Linked DNA regions of Mus musculus: region 1 is linked to region 2. A link is a contact called in public promoter capture Hi-C data. All regions are on one chromosome and are shown on one strand. The core of a region is the stretch at or near the end of the contact, and the rest is flanking DNA. Distances in the headings are between cores, read along the strand shown.

Evidence for each region. Capture Hi-C pulls out chosen DNA fragments and counts their contacts.
Region 1: a contact with region 2 is called in a promoter capture Hi-C map of liver. A contact is called at or near these places in 4 of 39 promoter capture datasets (the C10 cell line, embryonic stem cells and hippocampal neurons), 2 of 484 Hi-C or Micro-C datasets (CD8 T cells and cardiomyocytes), 3 of 130 datasets of targeted methods (the NIH/3T3 cell line, bone marrow-derived macrophages and effector CD8 T cells) and 3 of 9 other capture datasets (adipose tissue, liver and macrophages).

The regions. Positions count from the first base shown.
Region 1 is chr19:34,877,239-34,881,021 of GRCm38.p6, reverse strand. Pank1 (pantothenate kinase 1) reads left to right here and starts at 1,567. Exons shown (of 7, transcript NM_001114339.2): 1 at 1,567-2,498. The coding sequence starts at 1,946.
Region 2 is chr19:34,548,216-34,552,371 of GRCm38.p6, reverse strand. Ifit2 (interferon-induced protein with tetratricopeptide repeats 2) reads right to left here and starts at 1,678. Exons shown (of 3, transcript NM_008332.3): 1 at 1,350-1,678.

The DNA of each region.
Region 1 (3,783 bases), core at 318-2,817, 330 kb before region 2:
TTATATTATTCCACTTCATCTTTGATGTCCCATTACTATGATCATGAAGATATAAGGGAACACATGCATTTTACTTTAACAGTACTAGGGACTGAACCTAGAGCCTTATGCTAGCCAAATGCTAGACATCTCCAGCATCTCTCCAGCATTTTTTTTTTTTTTTTTTTGAGACAGGGTTTCATTACGTAACGAAAACTGACTTGAACTAAGTAGTTAAGGCAGGACTTCAATTTGAGGTCTTCCTCCTCAGGAGGTTTAGCCTCCCGAGTAGTTGGGATGCAGGGCTGTGTTACTAGGTAGGCTATGTGTATTTTGTAGCCAGAAGAAGGAGGTATAAAGGGTTATAGGAATAGGGAGAGATTATAAGCCTGAAGGAGCAAGTTGTACAGAACTGGACAAAAATCAGATGGGCTGAGGCTGGATTACCTAAGGCAATTTCTCAAATCATATAAGCCCAAGGAAGCAGGGAAACAGGGATTAAGTTCTAGTTTTGGTCTTAGTCTCAGTTATGTCTCTGTGCCTTGGTTTCCTGATTTGAAATGACAGGTGGATGAAACAGAGTGGCCTCATTGATTCTGAACCTGTTGATTTTGGGAAGGGCTCTGCCAGAAGAAATCCTCAAACCAAATGTAAACCCCGGGCACAGCTAATGCCAGTTTTGGACCCATGGAGGATTTAGTTCAAGGGGTGGGTAGGCTAATCACAGGTCACTTTTGCTAGGATTAAGGTAGAGGGAAGTTCAAGTTGTTGAAGCTGGCCTTTGGAGACTTCGGTTCTCACCTCTTTAATACAGATGTTTTCAGAGGGTCAAAGAGCTTAGTTTGAGCTTGGTGATGTGCAAATTCAGTGAGGGGCCTGGCCTCTGCCCGCTGTATTCATAGTCATTGGAAACAATAGCCTGCCGTTATGTTCTCTCTATTCCTTCGTAGGGACAGAATCCCATGATAAGAAGTGTCTGACTGTTATATCCCCAGCCTGACTTTAATGTCTACATTAGACTCTTGTGGGCATTTATTATGTGCAAAGGTTATATTAGGTACTTTTGTGACACACAAGAGTCCCCTTTGGACAGACACAAAAGCTAAGGCCTCAAGAAGTCCCCAATACCCAAATGTGTCCCGCTTGCTGGGCACTGCCTATAACAGGTGTGTTAAGTACTGACTTTGTCTTTTGCTCAGTGTCAGTGGGAATCGGAACTGGGAACTGGGGGCTAACTCTGAGGGCTATCATGGTGCTGGTTCCCCTTCTCATAACCAAGGCAACTTTTTATTTCATAAATAACAGAACAGGGCATTGTCCCCTGCCGGTCTTTTCTGGGTGAGGAATGCGCTTTTTATAGCTTGGGATCGGTTCTGTTTACTTGGTTTCTTCTAGCACCGGTTATTCCTGCCTAGTTTTGTCCTTCACTGTCCTTTCTCTCTCTTCCTAGGTTTCCTCTCTGCAAACGACAACTCGAGAACACATGCTGTTTGTGTGAGTGTGCCAACCAAGGAATTTCACTCCCCTCCTTCTCCAAGGCTGCCTACCTCTCTATAAATAATTGTTCTCTTCCCTCCCTTCAGACCTGGGAGTAGTTTGGTCACATTAACGCACGCGCGCCTGCTCACACACTTTCGTGGGGCGGGGATGTAGCATGGGTGACCTTGTGAAGGTACTAGCCCACTGGGGATAGGATTAGCAAACCTGAAACCTCTGCAAATATCTGGCTTCCTCCGGCATTCCTCCCGAGGCTTCTGGCTGTCTCGTGCCTACCTCACCCAGTACCCTTTAGGCTCGCTCCGCCACACAAAGCCCCATCCGCCTATCTCCTCTTCGCAAACCCCGAGAACTTCATTCCGCACGTTGAAACTCGTCGGTGGCGGTGGCGGGTAGGACTGGGCATGCTCAGTGGCGGGGACAGGTCTGGGAGGCGAGGAAGCCGCATTTGAAGTGGCTCGGCCTTGGGATGAGGGGGAGGCGGGCTCCCCGGCCGGGGTCCACCGAGGTTCCCGCAGCTGCGCGCGATGCCGACACGCTGCGGGCGAGAGCAGCAAGCCCGGTGCGCGGGGCCCAGCTCGCCGAAGACGTGGGGACGCCGACGGGAGGAGGGGAGGAGCGCCGGGGCCACCAGCTCCCGACCGCGGCGCCGAGGCTGCGGGAGAGCAAGCCCCAGGGTGGATCGGAAGATCGGGGAACGGCCGACCGTGACCTCCAGCGAGGCTGCCAGAGCCGGAGCCCGCGCACCGCTCCGCCGGTCCCGGGCATGGGCGACCGCGGCGCGCAACACGAGCGCGCGGCCCTGCAGTCCCCGGGGGCCCCCGAGGGCGCCGCGGCCGCCGTGAACGGGCTGCTGCACAACGGCTTCCACCCGTCGGCCGCCAGCAGCCGCGACCCGCCGGCCCCACGCTTCCAGCTCCCGTCCGAGCTGCAGCCGCAGCCGCTGTTCGCCCAGCATGATTCTCCGGCCAAGAAATGCCGGCTGCGGAGGAGGATGGACTCCGGGAGGAAGAACAGGCCGCGTAAGTCCTGCCGGCAGGGAAGCGCCGGTGCCCGCGGTCGAGGGGGGCGACAGAGTGCCGCTCTGGACTGCGTCCTCCCTAGAGGCGTCGGGCGTCCAAGGTGGCGGCCCGCGGTGGCGCCTGTCTAGTCCGATCCGCCTACTGGGTCGGTCAGACACTAGCTGGAGCTGCTCCCTCGGTCACCGTAGCGGCTGGGAGAACGCACTGCCCGCTGTTATTGGTGGCCGTGGGGCAAACAACCCGACTGATCTTGGGTCTGGGACTAGGAGGAGGGCGGGCTGGCACAGCCCGGGGCTCACTGCTCCCTTCTCCGAGCACATCTTTTGGGGCGTGCATCTCAGGCTACCAGTTTGCCCTTTGAATCGCAGAGTAACCGCCAGTATCTAGGGCCCATTGGCAAGCTTAAGGAGGCGTGGAGTTTGACAATCCCCCAAATCACAGCCTATTAAACAGTGTTTCCACACAGCCAGTGAGACGGCTGGTGTAGAGGGAAACACCCACTGACACCATGTGGGCCGGAACGGTGTGGACCAATGAGGATTGCAGGTGGATTCCCCCCCTCCCCTTGGAGTGGGTCGAGTTGAGTGTTTGTAATTGTACAACTCCAAAAAGTGCGTTGTTTCACAACCTGAGACTTGTATATATAATGGTAGACTGTAAAGGGTACCTTCCCCACCTGACATTCTGGGATGTCAGTTTGTAGGTAGAGATTACGAGTTGTTTTGTTTTGTTTTGTTTTGTTGTTGTTGTTTTTTTTCCTTATCTGAGCCTAACTCCATTCAACTGGTTACCTCTTTGTGGGTGTCTTTAATGAAGCTTGTAAATGGCAGAAAGCAAAGTAAGTAGAGTCCACGGTAGTGAGCGATCGGATTCAAACGGGTACCTGTTGCATATCAATTAACTGTTCTGGGTTGGGAAATGATTAAATTGGGCTTCAATTTCTGTAAAAGGTTGATGTTTGGAAAACAGCATAACTCCTTCGCCTGTCTTTGCTTATAATTTTTATCTTTCTGTTCATAGTTTTCATAGCCTTTCTGCAATGCATTCGTTTCTAAAACGTTGGGAACCGCTTTAACACGTCTGGGTGAATCCAGTGCTTACATTTTGCAATGTTAATGTTGTGTGGAGTTTGGGAATTGCCCAGCAGATTTGATTTGGCCATGGCTGTTAGACGGTTATTAAGCATCTGCGTTTTTTGTTTGTTTGTTTGTTTTTGTTTTACATACTTTTTATAGTTTCTAGGAAAATTATTTTATGAACTTGAGATTGGCTGATACCCGTGTCT
Region 2 (4,156 bases), core at 429-2,928:
ACAGCCCTTTACTTTAGAACCGTTTTCATTGTTAAATTAAAGTACATCTCAAAGGAAAACTACTGAACTCTTTTAAACAGCGGCAAAGCAAACAACCATGTGTGTCCCTGCTTTAGCAGTCACGAGTAGTTACTAGCCCTCATGTTTCAAGCATCCCAGGAATTTGAACCATGGCCATCATGATGTTCTGGACCCTGTTAAGGGCCAAATAATAAATATTTTCTCTGGCTTTGTGAGCAACTAGTCCAGTCTGCTGTTGCAGCGTAAGAGAGCACCTGATCCAATAAAACTTCATTTATAGAAGCAAATAGCAAGCTGGCCTCCGGGTGGCAGTTTGTTAACCCTTGTTCTATGACCCTGTGTATTTTTCATGCTCAGAGTATCTTGATGGTCCTATCTCCTCCTGCATGGTCTTTTCAGCCACTGCCTTACTCTTTTGAATAGCACACTTCTCAGGGTGCCAACGTGTTCTAATTTTTCCTTCTGTTGTCTCGGAGTCTTTGTTAACATTTTACTGAAGTATAAGTGTGATTCAGGCGCATGGCCTCCTGAGCAGTTGCTGTCCTGATGCTATTTACACTGCTTGCTTTCAGCACTCCCAAATACTTTCCTCATGAGGACACAAATACCTCATTGTGCCTTCTTCATCTCTGAACTGCACCCTAATTTGAGATTCCCAGTCCCTACTTCTAACGTTTACCTCTCTTCTTCCTTTACCAACATTTAAATCCAGAAAATATTTTAGAAAGAAGAAAGAAAGAAAGAAAGAAAGAAAGAAAGAAAGAAAGAAAGAAAGAAGGAAGGAAGGAAGGAAGGAAGGAAGGAAGGAAGGAAGAAAGAAAGAAAGAAAGAAAGAAAGAAAGAAAGAAAGAAGAGAGAGAGAGAGAGAGAGAGAGAGAGAGAGAGAGAGAGAGAAGGGGGGCAGGGAGAGGGCGAGGGAGGGGGAGGGGGGGGAAGAAAGAAATTCATTGTGTCCACTCTATCTCCACAGAGAGGAATTCCTACATCAGCTGTCATTTTAAAACACCAAACCTGAGGAACACAGGGAGGTTGGGGAGGGGGAGAGACCATTACACAATAACATGTTAATAGACTTACAGAGTTGAGAGGTTGTGGGACATTAAAAAGGTTTCTGTAATTTCTGGTGCATTCCTTCTCAAATAAACAACCGGAAGTAAAAAAAAAAAAAAGCTGTTTTTGAAAGCCTTTGAGTGAGCTGAGGGTGGGTTCTGGATAAAAGAGTGACTAGATATATAGCTTAGGACCCAGAGTCCACCACGCGCCCCTAGTGGACAGCCCAGGAAAACAAAAGTTGCGTCCACCCACATTTAAGAGCGACGACCACCTACCTCTAAGTCTCATCTTGGTGCATCTTGCTGATGGGTAAAAAAGCATTAACTGCAGAAGGCCAGAACTTGCTTTTCGGCAGAATGGACGCTGGCGAAGGGTGCGTGGCCAATGACTCCTGACTGCCGGGTGCCGGATGTAACCCCTACCCACACTTGGTGCTTTGAGGGATCTACTACTAGACAGGGCTACTCATTAAAAATATCTTGCTTCACTCTCTTTCCTACATATTTGCAGCGTTAGTCGGGTGTGGCTGGAATACCTTAGTCCTTTGGGGGACTCCCCGCTGTTTCCTAAAGTGAGCTCCATCTCGCTGGGTCCCCACATCACTAAGGGCGGGAAACTGCACTCACCCAGGCAACCTGGCTCGACTACAGCTCCCAGGGAGCTTTGTTTTGGGGTGGTACTCCATCTTAGCGCTGCTTCCTCCCACTGTGTCCTGCTATTGTCGCCAGAGGGTGCCCTTCTCCGCCGCTTTTAGCTTTATTATCCCTAGATGCTAAATTTGAGAGTTTGCAGCAGAAATACTTCCGGAATTGGGAGAGAGACGGTTTTATCCATTCTTCCAGGAAGCTCCCATGAATTTTCCAGCCTCTGGGTCTTGGTGCTCCAGCCCAGCTCTAGCATAGAATTCTCCTTGCACAATGCAAGACCAGACAGGATCCTTTTCTGTCCTTTCCTATTTTTAATGTTTACTGATGTTGCTAACTGAAGCGGATTAATTCGCAGACTGTAATATTCTGGACAGCAGAGATAATACCTAGTTGATTCTTAGAGGATGGTTCACTCATTTCCAGTTTCCTAATAGTCCATCTTAGTGAGGGACATGATCCTGAATTGAATTCCTGGATTTAAATTGAAATTGAGACTCAACTGGCTTAGGGGAGATGACTTCAGGGGCTTATATCACTTGACTTTAAGCCCTAGGATCTGAGCTGGGATGGGATTTTAATCCCAGGGAAAGTAAAAATCGACTCCTGCAAGTGGTCCTCTGACCTCCGTGTGGCACCCTTGATAAATGGATGGATGGATGATAGATAGATAGATAGATAGATAGATATAGATCCAGATAGATGGATAGAATGAAAGATAATGACATTCAAAGTCCTTTAAAAGAAAGTGAGGTTCCAAGGCTAGGATGTAGCTCAGTGACAGAGCTCTTGCCCATGACACTGGCTTCTGTCCCTAGGACTGAAAGGAGATAGGGGATGGGGAAAGGAAGAGTTTTAGCAGTGAACTGTCATTCTAAGGATCCATCATACCCCTCCCTGTTGCCTGGTGGTTAAACACTTCGGTCTTGTCAATTTAGTTTCTCTTCTAAATTGAGTCCCCCCCCCTCCCCCTCCCCCTCCCCCTCCCTCTCCTCCTCCTTCTCTTCACAGGCGATGAGACATTTTAATCTAATAGTGGTACTTAACACTACACAGGGAGTCACAGCTCCCAGAGGATCCCTAAAGGCCAAAGGAAGATCCAGAAATATCTAGAGTTGCTGGTCCCCTGCCTGTGGGAACAGGGGTCAGAAGGTGGCAAAGCAGGGGCCTTCCTGTCACTCATAGATCCAGTCCTGTGCACAACTCTTGAAGTCCACCAGCTCCTTGGGCTGAAACCACAAGCTGGGCTCTCTACAGAACCATTCTTACCAACTTGGATGCAAAAGTCTCCTCGGATGGTCACAGGCTTAGAGTGAGTGGGGTTGGTCTCTGTTAGCATCACCGAGACTGTCTTCACAACATTCAGTCCCTCCCAGACCACAGCACACATGACCAACGGTGAGTGTACCTTCATTACCATCAGGCCTGGTGGGCTCCAGCGGGAGCTTGTGGGAGAGATCATCAATCAATTTGAACAGAAGGGATTCCTCCTGTTGGTATGAAATTTGTGCGGGCTTTGGAGAACCTTCTCAAAGAGCGCAGCGTTGACTCGAAGGACCAGGACCGTCATTTCTTTGTAGGATATTTCTACAGGACCCCTTTCCTGGCAGGCAAACACAATGCTGCTCGTCTTATAAGTACAATTGTATTTATTGTCCCACTCTGACCCCCAAGCCATTCTTTATGGTTTTAAGAGAGGAATGTAATCACCGTACTGTGGGGAGAGATTCAGCTTCTTGTCAAGGGTTCTTAAAAAGCTTTTCCCAGCCGGGCTTGGTGGCACACGCCTTTAATCCCAGCACTCGGGAGGCAGAGGAAGGCAGATTTCTGAGTTCGAGGCCAGCCTGGTCTACAAAGTGAGTGCCAGGACAGCCAGGGCTACACAGAGAAACCCTGTCTCGAAAAACAAAAGCAAACAAACAAACAAAAACAAAAACAAAACAAAACAAAAAAAGCAAAAAAGCTTTTTCCTTGCTAGACTGTGTGACTCATAGGGAGATAGTTTAACGTGAGTGATCTAAGAAGACTCTCACTGAGTCAAGAGGGGCGGGAACTAGTAGGGATATAAGGCTAATGAGAGCAGAAGTAATAACATAAGAAGATAGGTCAGAGGAAAGTCTAAATGAAACTGAGGGCAGTGAAATATGGGGAGAATATGTTCAAAGTACAGTGATTCGTTCATGAAAATCGCCTTATGTCGCCCTGTATAATCCTTTTTAATTAAAATAAATTTACTCAGTAGAGAATATATAGCAATATATAAAGCAAGAAGAAAAAAAATCCAAAGTCAAGACAAAAATAAAAGCACACGAGAGTGAGAATGACCAGCCTTGGAACAAGGTCAATCAGATGCATAACTAGAGGCCAAGAAGTAAAAGATGAGGCCAGGGTATGTAGCTCAGTGGTTAGGAGCTAGGGTGGCTCTTCCTGAGGAGCTG